Regions from separate parts of the Zea mays genome. Here regions 1 and 3 are each linked to region 2. Evidence: chromatin contacts called from public Hi-C data. All regions are on one chromosome and are shown on one strand. Each heading gives the region's core, a stretch centred on a gene start, on an enhancer-like site or on the middle of the called end of the contact. The rest is flanking DNA. Distances are from core to core; before and after follow the strand shown. Region 1 holds the start of LOC100304208 (Cleavage stimulating factor 64). Region 2 holds the start of LOC100277621. Region 3 has its middle 33 kb from the start of LOC100277850.

Region 1 (3,353 bases), core at 786-3,285, 210 kb before region 2:
CCACCGAGCAGCAGCTCCTCCCGTGCCAGCAGTCCGTCGAGCAGGGACTCTCGTGCCTGGGCTGCGGCGACGACGAGCGCGGGGGAGGAGGAGGTGGCCCCGCACACGGCCCCGCCCAGGGCGTTCCCGCCGCCGCTGCCGTCGCTGGCGCGGCGCAGGTGGAGCCCACCACCATGGAGATCTCCACCACACATGGATTTCTCCGGCGGGGGCGGCGGCCGCAGCCGCGCCGAGCCGAGCCGGCCCGGTGGCTCGAGATCGCCCGGAAGCTACTCGCCGCGCGAGACCTGGTCGTCTGCAAGCGACTGCCCAACTTATTATACTGAACAGTTATTCCTGAAAAACTAACCACACTATGACCAGCAGGGGAGAAAGCATTGGTCTGATCCACACTAGGGTTGTTCCTTGTATGTCCAGTGCCAACCAGCGTTGCCTTGCTGCTTGTATGTGATGCAGCCTGAGTGAAATCTTTCTGCTGTTTTGAAAGCACTTCAGTCAACAGCAAAGATCTCTCCTCACTCTCAAATGTAAGCCATACTCTCAGATCACGTGGGAAGTAACTTCTCCACTTTGATAGTTGCAAAAGAGTAAATGGACCCTGAACATTCCCAGAAGGATCCTTGTAGTGCCAGACTTTCTCCGGCTCCGTGTCATTTGACATTGTTACTCCAGAAGATGAAAGTGATCCAGCTTCATACATAGTTCTGTTTGCTGTGCTGTTCTCCAAACTTCTTGCTCCTGATCCACATATTGTACTTTTTGTTGACAAATTTTTTGGATGGTGGCTACAATCAGAAACTTTTTGGGGATGGTTCTGCATAGTGCTAAGATATCTTGATATTCGTCGTGATATGGTTGTATCTGGTCTTGTCCGATCTACCGACTTTCCAACTGCATATAATAAACAAGCAAATGCTCAGACACTACACTTAATTAAAGCTTAGGTTCAGAAATCTGATTTATTGTAATAGAGTTGATGCTTATCGCAACATTAATTCAAATGTACTGCATTGCAACTTTGCAAGAAAATTACGGTGCAGTATAGTAGATGTATATTTAGACTATACTGCAACAAACCACATGAAATTATGCTACAGCTCCAAGAGAATTCCAATATTTATTAATCAACAAACAACATGAAGCATTAACATTACAGGAAGATATATACCAGTTCTTTTCTCATCTGTTTCTTCAGCAGACTCATAATTAGGATCCATATGTGAGTCAACATGCACTTCCAGAACTTCATTAATCCTGCGGGTTCTTTCCTCAGAATCGTTGAGAAGCTGCAGCTTTTCTACATATTCTCTAAGTGTATGATACAGTCAAGGATCACAAAATAATGAAACATGCAGTACAAGTAATAGCCTATAGTTCTATAATACAAATAAAGTTGTACTTGATTATTATGAATATTCGCAATTCCTGAGCAGAGCATTACGAGCTATTGGAAGCATGCCTCTAGCATTAAAAGACCTATGGCGAAGCTATGACAAGAAAATGGACACCGCTCTTCATTTCATCCCCGCCGCGGACACCGCTCTGGCGCTCTTCATTTCATCCAAGAAGCCTTTGCTGATCTCTCCAGCAACGCCTCGCCTGCTCCTGTCGTTCGCGGACACGGCCGCCCCTGCCCTGGACGAGCTGTACAGGAGGAGCGGCGACCAGCCGGAGATCGAGCAGCAGGCCGACGAGGAAGACGACGAGGTCGAGGTCGTGGAGAACGCGACGGGTATGGCTGCCGCACGAAGTCTTGGTCGGAGGCAGCGACGCCCGGCTGCCGCGTGAAGGAGAACGACGGAGATGGAGAACGCGACGGGGATGGAGGAGAACTGACAACCCGGTTTCAACCAGACTAATACTGCTCTGAATCCGTTAATGGAGTTGACATGTCTATTTTAGAGTATTGACTATGCCCAGTTTTTCTATAATGGAGAAACCCTCGCCTGTGCCTCTATTTCGTTGAAGCCGCATCCGTCGCGTTTCATAATGTCAAATCTCTCGCGAGCGAGGCAGACCCACGGGCCGCGGCCATCTCACGGTGGAAGCAGCCAAGCAGCCGGCCTGGCGCCCCTCCCCTTCCGTCCCGCCGCTGCTGCCGTGCCTCGTGCCTGCCAGCGGCGGATGCCGCCCCGCCCCGCTGCTGACCACCGCCGCTGCTGAGCATGGCCGCCGCTCCCGCGGGCGCTCAGAACCGCTGCGTCTTCGGTAAGTGATCCGGAAGCTCGGTTCGATTCGGGAGGGGGGAGCCGCCTGGCGTGGCCGCCGCTGGAGTCACCCAGGGCAGCCCCTTTTCAGTTTAGGGTAATTTGGGTCCGACCGACTGCCGCCAAGTTCTTCCGACTTGGCGCTGATTCACCTCCCCCTCCCTCTCCTTTTCTAGTCGACGCTGTCCTGGAATAATGGGAGCCCACTTGGTCGTGTCTGGTGTTGGATTGAGAGCTCAGTTCCGTTCGGGTCGAACTCTAGCTTGCCTAGGGTTTAGTTTTGCGGCACTAATGATTCACTGGTCGTGCAAGTTGATTCTTTTTCTTTTAGTTTTTTTTTTGTTTTCAGATGTGGAAATGGTACGCACTACACAGGGGATTTTAGGACTGATATAGTTGTATTTATCAATATCAATTACAGTTGGCAACATACCATATGATGCGACGGAGGAGCAGCTCGTGCAGATTTGCGAAGAAGTCGGCCCAGTCGTATCCTTCAGGTGTGCTTTTGCTCACCCGCATGAGCACTCATCTAAAGTCGTCCATTTACTCCACATCTTATGCAACAATACTTGAATTTTAAATATGCATACCTCATGGGTTGGTAGAAATTATCGCTTACTGTCAAAATGTCTGTTTTGCCCTTTTTTCCTGTTTATTTAAAAACAAGGAATATGTTCAGGTTTTGGCATTACGCCTACAAATGTAAAAAAAACCATGATTGGATTCTGCCTATGGGAATATATTTACTGAAATTGATTCTGGTTTGGTAACACTGATTAACATGTTTACTACTACTGTTAAGTTTTTCAGCATTTGAATTTGATTTTGGTAACTGACTGCTACAAATTGCTTGTAGATTGGTGATTGACAAAGAGACCGGCAAGCCAAAAGGTTATGGCTTTTGCGAGTACAAGGATGAGGAAACTGCTTTAAGTGCACGCCGGAACCTTCAGGGTTACGAGATTAATGGTCGTCAGTTACGTGTTGATTTTGCTGAAAGTGGGAGGAACACTGATAGAAATAGAGAAAAGGTCGACAATCCTCAAAATTATTGTAGAAGAGCCTTTCCTACCACTTTGGAGTTCTCTGTTAATATGAGAAGTTGTATAGTCTTTGTTCCTGTGAATAATAATAGTTGTGCCT
Region 2 (3,408 bases), core at 588-3,087:
CAGACGAGCCGAACGGTCTGTGACTGATGGTCGAACGGTCCGCTCGTGCGCAGAGGCGACAGAATTCGCCAACAACGTCTGGATCTTGCTCCTAAGAGGGACCCCGTCTGGGAGGAGAGGTCCTAAGGTTTGTCTTGCGATCGACAGGCTACCCAAGACGCCTCTAAACGACATAGAGCTTGAGAGAGGTGAAGATTAGAGGGAGAAAACTATATTACTGTCTACTACTAGGGCAAAATGTAAAAACGGAAGATATATTGATTATTTGATCGATTGTTGGTGATTGCAATCGGTCGTACCCATTAATATATATAGGGGAGGTCTAGACCTGTTCCTAGGCGTCTCCCAACAGCAACTGTGGATTTAGAGAGATAAACTCGCGTGTAAAAGGGATTAGTTGCGCCCGATTCGATCTATTCATGGACCTTCCGCGCCTATGGGCGGACCGTTCGGTAGTGCTCAGTGCCACAAATTGTGCTCAACACATGCCCCTGCCTTTTGGAGAAGCTGAGCAAACCGAAAGCACTGGTATAGACTGGAATCAACTCGATGTGACCATATCAATTCTCTTAAGCATCTTGCCACATACTAGAATGATATTGCTTCAGGAAACGCCCGTTCAGTGCCTTGGGCAAGTCATCACCTTGTAATGTTCACAACATGTAGGTGTTATCAGATATTACATGTGTGATCTTATAATGGTCTTTCCAGCTTGGCGACCATTTCCCGAACTTCCTGTCTCTGCTCCTCAGTGGCAAGATGGTCTTTCATACCAGGTCTCATACCTGGAATGATTTAGACCTTTTTGTTGTAAGCTTTGACGATCATAATCTTGTCTTTCTATATCTCTCCTAAAGCTATTAATCTTTTGTCGGTCACTCATTATTGAATTATAATAATCACCGACAGTTAGATGCTAGGGCATGCACCACTACGTCGGTACATCGCATCATTCACAATACTCAAGTGTACGATTTCAAAAATTTTAGCTGAACGGGTGTACCTTGTTCTGTGAATAAATGGGTTCCGTGCTACATACAAATCCAATAAAGAGACTGCCTCTTCGGGAAGAGCATGTCTCTACATGACTATATACATATATATATATATATATATATATATTGTATCTTGACTGTATTTATGCGTTAGTATTTCAGGGTTGTATCATACAGTATCATACAGTCTCTTATTTGTCTCTTGTACTTGAAAAACAGAGTCAGAGTTTCTAGATGTATATGCCCTAGGACATGTACAACCCCAATATGGAGTCTCTTGAGAAGTTTCTAATGTGCTAAATAAAAAAATTACAAGAGATAGACTCTTAGTGAAGAGTTTGCATCTTCACGACTTTCCATACACGTTGTCTTTTAGCTTCATTGATGATCCGGATTCTTAGAATTGTACCATATAATGTCTTAGCCGTGTGTTATACTTGAAAACCGAACTGGCCGCAGCCAACTTTAATTTCCAAGAAAAAGTAAGCTTACACTATTCACAATACTTGGAATATGTAGTTCCTTCGTCCACACGGATTTGCATTCGTCTTTTTTAATAAAAGTATAGTTTCAAGCAATCGTTTAGGAAATGGGCGCGTACCTTCCTGACACAAACCGTCACACATGAAATTACACATAAGGCCCACAGGACTAGGAAAAACTTCAGCTCGTTTAGTGGAAAGAGTGCACACACTGCGTCTCACTCTTCAGTCTGGACACCCTGGGTAGTGGAACACAGTCGGATCGACTTTTATGTTTTATGTTTTTTTAAGAAACAAACACATGATGGATTCAAGCGTATTTATGCATCAGTTCTCTGTCCCCGCCTTCCCCGAACGGTCACACCTCAAAATTCACCCACCACCACCACCACCACCCGGCCCGGCCATCACGAGCGCACTCGTCTCGTCTCCCATGCCGACCGGTGAGACGCTAGCGGTGGAGACTCAAGCACCAGCGCCGCAGACGCAGACGCCGACAACAACAGCCTCGTCCTCCCCATCGTCGACCCACCGTCGCCATCGCACTTTCTCATCATCGTCGTCGTCCTCGTCGTCCCTCTCCACGCTGTCCTCGGCGGCATCCTCGCCGTCGCCGTCCCCGCGCGGCCGCGCCGTGCCCTTCTCCTGGGAGCACCATCCGGGCATCCCCAAGGCGCGCTTCCTCGGTGGCGCCGGAGCTGCCTCCTCCGCGCCAACGCCCCTCCCGCTCCCGCCGCCGCTGCGGGTCCCGGAGACTTCAAGGGCGCGCCACCAGCAGCACGCCCGGCGCCGACGCGCCTGCGGAAAGCCGATGCCCGCCGACGACGCGGGGGGGGACCCCTTCGCCGCGGCGCTCGCGGAGTGCACCAGGGAACGCGGCGGCGCGGGATCAGACGCCGGCCTGATGGACGCGCTCTTCCCCGCGCGGCCGACGACGTCGTCGTCGGTGCCCAGCAGCCGGCGGTGGTCCATCGCTTCCGCCGGCGGGGTCGTCGGGCTCCTCGACCTGTACGGTTGCAGGAGCGTCGTGGGCGTCGCCGAGGGCGCCTTCGTGGTGCGCCGGCCGGTGAAGGTGGTCCGCGCCGTGCCAGCTGGCCGCGCGGGCATGGGCCGGGCCGGGCGTAGATGAGGGCCACCATGTGATGGGTCGCATCGTATCGCATCGCATCATAGACGGACCCGATTATTATTAGGTACACAAATAATCGATCGCTGTGAAAAAAAATATTGTGATCGAAAACGAGGTTTAATCTTTTCCCTTTTTTCAGTTTTATATTTATGTGTGCTTTTTTTAATATCGGAGCTGTTTGAGTGGATGTGATGGATGCCTATATATATGATTGTTTGGCATATAACCATCCACGCTAAATGATGTTGCTATATGTAGATTACTATATACTAGTATATATATCGATGCTTGTGGTGATATATTATGAGCATAAGTATAGTAATACGGTGTACTATATTGGAAATATTTGTACCGTGCTAAATTAAATGCAAAATTTTCGTATAGTAAGTTATTAATGTCGCCATATCCTGTTTGTAGATTTGAACAAAGTAAATTTGTTACAATAGTATTAGCATTTGCGTCTCTAGATAGATTTATTACAAAAGATATACTACGATTAATCTAACGATGATTTATTTGCTTTCATAAATACCTCATGTGCTAAACCAATCCTTTTTGTGGTACACTACTACTACCACGGCAAACGTGAAGCTATCAAGTTAGTACCTACGCGCCATCAAATTGACGCTTTCTTTCTGTTTTTTTCAAAATGTCTACGATCTGAACGAATTTAAGAAGTGTGAAGCCAGCCACTAGCTTTTCAGACACGACCAATATGCATCATCCAATTGACGCATTTTCAGAAACGTGTACGGTGCTACGAATTTAAAATTACGGCCGATTGATGGATGGATCGGAAGGA
Region 3 (3,390 bases), core at 254-2,753, 140 kb before region 2:
TTGTTCTCATGTCTCTCGTTTGCTGAGTTTGAACGAGTTGTACATTGGGTATGACTAACAAGATCTAGTCCACCCTCGAGAAATTCCATGAGACCAATGATCACATAAAGACCAGACCCTTTGAGATGTACATGCGGGAGTATGAGAACTTTGTCCAGTTGGCTGTAGAGATGATCAACATCATGTTCTCTCGGTTCCAGTTAATAGTGAACAAGACGCGCGCAAACAAGGCACAACTGACCTATGATGATCATGAGAGAGCACTCAAGTTACTATATGCTCTAGATCGGAGGGTTGGGAGGTAAAGGTCTCAGTGATCATCAAGTCGCCCAATTATGAGACTCTCACCATGGATGAGCTGTTCAGTAAGCTCAAGTCCACTAAGATTGACCACCAGACTCGAGCCAAGATTGAGAACCTTCGTGCATCCACAATGGCCCTGGTCTCTGGAGGTGGTTCTTCTTCTAATCCTTCACCCGCTTTGTTTGCTTTATCTTTTTTGTTGACCATCATAGAGGAGTAGGTGGAGAGCCTTAAGGATGAGGAGCTGGTGCTTGTGGCCAGCAGGTTCACGTGGTTTCACAACAACCGCTAGAACATGTGGTGTGGCGAGTACAAGGATGGATGTTATAACTACGGTGACCCTGACCACTTCATCACTAGTTTCCCCAAGAATGGTAAGCCGGAGGCTAGACAGTGCGACCACCACTCTGGTCGACGCAAGGGAAAGTGCAAGTACACCACCAACGAGCACAAGTCCAAGGGGAGGTTCGACAAGGAGGCACTCAAGAAGAAGTACCTCTAGAAGGCCAAGTTGAAGGAGTGTGCCTTCCTCGCCTCCCTTAGCAACCTTGACCACGACTCCGGTGACTCATCTTCTTCCTCGAGCAACAAGGAGCTTGAGAGGCAGGTGTAACACCCAAAATCCAATTTTGGTAATTTATAGTAATTCTACCAAAAAGAAATAAATGAAAATGTGTTATAGTAAGAATTTTCCCTACCTCTGAAATTATTTTCTTGAAACTGAATAAATGGTAAATGTTAAATTATTGATTAACTAGAATTCAAATTTAAAACATACGAAGTTTCAATTTGTTTATTGAATAAACGAGCCTTACTAGAACATTTATTTGAATAAGAAAAATAACTAATATAAAAAATTACTTTGATATATTGTATCTCATGCTTGGTTTTTTTATTGTTGCATTTGAATTTAAATTAGAAGTTTGAAACTTATTTGAAATATGAAACATTAAAATGGGAAGGAAAGAAAATAGGAAACTAAAAGAAAAGAGAAAAGGGAAGACACATCCGATTTGGGCTCTCTAATTGCTTGGCTCATTTCTTGATCATGTCAGCCCACTTCACCAACGCAGGTGCACAGCCCATGTGCCCCTTCGTCTTTTTTTTTCTTTTCTTTATTAGTCCAGCCACAGATGAGATCGCTACGACATCACGCTTACATCAGCTAATGTGTCACTAACATGTGGGCCTCCTCGTCCGGTCTTCATCCTTCTCCTTCGAAACGGACTACGGCTGTCGCAAAACAGACTCGCGCCTAGGACTCTCACCACCCCGTTGGCCATCTCAGCTAGTCAGCTCTCATCCACTCACACGCTCGACCGCCCGCTAAGACAGTCGGGTGGGTCCTACCAGTCAGGATCCTCTCCTCTACCACCGGCCGATCTGATCAGAGGAACTGCAGTTCAGTTTCTCCTGCGATCTCCGTAACAAACTGGACCACCGCGGAAATCGCTAAGGATTGTTGGTAACTCGCATTCCCATAGGGACTCATCGAGCAGGGATATAAATACCGGGTACCTACACCCTCTCAGCCAGCAAGTGCATGCGATCTATACTTACGCCATAGCAGTGGCGGAGGACACGCCAAAATCATAGTATTGCTAATACAATGACAAAAAATTACAACACAATCTACATAACTACAAATGAATATGGAAAATACCTTATTCAAGAGTTATCGTGGTCAAATGCCATATAACGATTAAAATATGAAAAAGAGAAAAATGAGTTAATAATAACAAATTGAAGTAAAAGTTATTAAACTAGTGAAATAAGAATATACCTCTAATTGAGTCTAGTTCTAGGAAATCTAGACAACTGCATTTGCCCACTTTTCTTATTTTAAAATGTATTGTAAATTTTTTGAAGATCAAGTTAATTAAGCACACAATCAAGTCATTTAATCGACCATTGGTCATCTGTGTCGCATAATAAAAATCTATTCATTTTCAAAGAGGTATACTTTTTGGTAGTCTTTTTTCCCTTAGTTTTCGTTTCCAACCATGGTTGTTGTCTGGTGCTACTTGTTGGATCAATCCTGGGTCGTCATATGCATATCCCCTCCGCTTGGCGATGTTGTGTGAAAGGAACATCAGATCAAATTCCTTGCCCAATAAATTCAAAAAAATGCTGGTGACCCATGCAAAATAAACATATTGCCTAGTCGATAAATAAAATCTTCCTTGGATAATGATTAAGAAACTTTGCTCCAGCGAGGGTGAGAGGTCGTGACCTCAGCGACCATGAGGGCGAGGGAGCCTTGGCGCCAGCCAACGACGAGCTGGTCCCAACAAAGCCACGGAGGCTAGAGGCGGTCCTAGCCTCCTGGGACTCGAAGGATCGTAGAGGAGCATGAGGTGCTAGCAAGATGGTGGGCGGAGGCGCCATTCTGCAACCCTGTCGAAGGCCTATTGGTGAAGACTCAAAACTAGATGCGTTCAAGGATAGTTTTTTTTACTATTGGCTCCTTCATCTATTAGGATAAGGTATTGCTCAAGCAACACCAAGCCACGTTGGGCCCTCTGCCCCTATGCCATTGACCGAGCTCGCCGCCGTAACTGCTATAGCTGCTACGCGCCTACATTGCCAATTAATTCTAAGAGATATGATAGGGAGGATCGCGAGGATGTTGGGAACCTACACCTCGGTTAGCCAAGCGCTGCATAGACCTAGCTATGGAAGCACAATCGATCATCGGAGTGTGTCAAGTCATGGTGCCCGTCGCCGACCTATGTCATCGCTCCAAACGCCGGTAAGGTCCCCTGAGTCGCTTCGTCGTTCTCGCCTCACCGTTTTGCCCTTGTACACCCGAGGGATTAAGTAACGGAACACTAGACGCCCTTCACTTTGGCGAAGCCCCACCTCGGAAAACCACCCAACACCTCTAGGGAGCCGTCGTAAGGAAGGAAGAAGTACGAGTGACGTTGATCCCATAGTGGATGGCTGAGATTAGAACGTTTCTTACCCCTTCGCCATATTAGATACCTAGCGTTGATCTGTGATCCTGCGGCTCGTGTAGCGTACCAGTTAAGATAAAGAAAGAATCTAATATGCGCCCTCAGATCAAGATCCAATGACTCAGAGACA

Evidence for each region. Hi-C and Micro-C count contacts between places; a contact is called where the count stands out from the background.
Region 1: a Hi-C map of leaf shows a contact between it and region 2, with 3 times the contacts expected there. The contact joins the promoter of LOC100304208 here to the promoter of LOC100277621 in region 2. A contact is called at or near these places in 4 of 25 Hi-C or Micro-C datasets (ear, leaf and tassel).
Region 3: a Hi-C map of leaf shows a contact between it and region 2, with 3 times the contacts expected there. The contact joins the enhancer-like site here to the promoter of LOC100277621 in region 2. A contact is called at or near these places in 7 of 25 Hi-C or Micro-C datasets (bundle sheath, ear, endosperm and 2 more).

Annotation. Positions count from the first base shown.
Region 1 is chr4:212,064,930-212,068,282 of Zm-B73-REFERENCE-NAM-5.0, forward strand. It overlaps LOC100304208 (Cleavage stimulating factor 64), which reads left to right and starts at 2,036. Exons shown (of 10, transcript NM_001165658.1): 1 at 2,036-2,208; 2 at 2,629-2,707; 3 at 3,067-3,241. The coding sequence starts at 2,166. It overlaps LOC103655887, which reads right to left and starts at 1,300. Exons shown (of 3, transcript XM_008682562.4): 1 at 1,169-1,300; 2 at 1-891. The coding sequence starts at 1,217.
Region 2 is chr4:212,272,366-212,275,773 of Zm-B73-REFERENCE-NAM-5.0, forward strand. It overlaps LOC100277621, which reads left to right and starts at 1,838. Exons shown (of 1, transcript NM_001397834.1): 1 at 1,838-2,905. The coding sequence starts at 1,911. The coding sequence ends at 2,606.
Region 3 is chr4:212,135,293-212,138,682 of Zm-B73-REFERENCE-NAM-5.0, forward strand. No RefSeq gene overlaps it. Among protein-coding and RNA genes, the nearest start is that of LOC100277850, 33 kb to the left of the region's middle. Within about 2 kb of position 1,504, at least 17 of the 20 cell types and tissues checked have an H3K27ac peak or open chromatin away from gene starts, as enhancers often do. A contact at or near this core is called in bundle sheath, ear, leaf and 1 more, where this site is marked.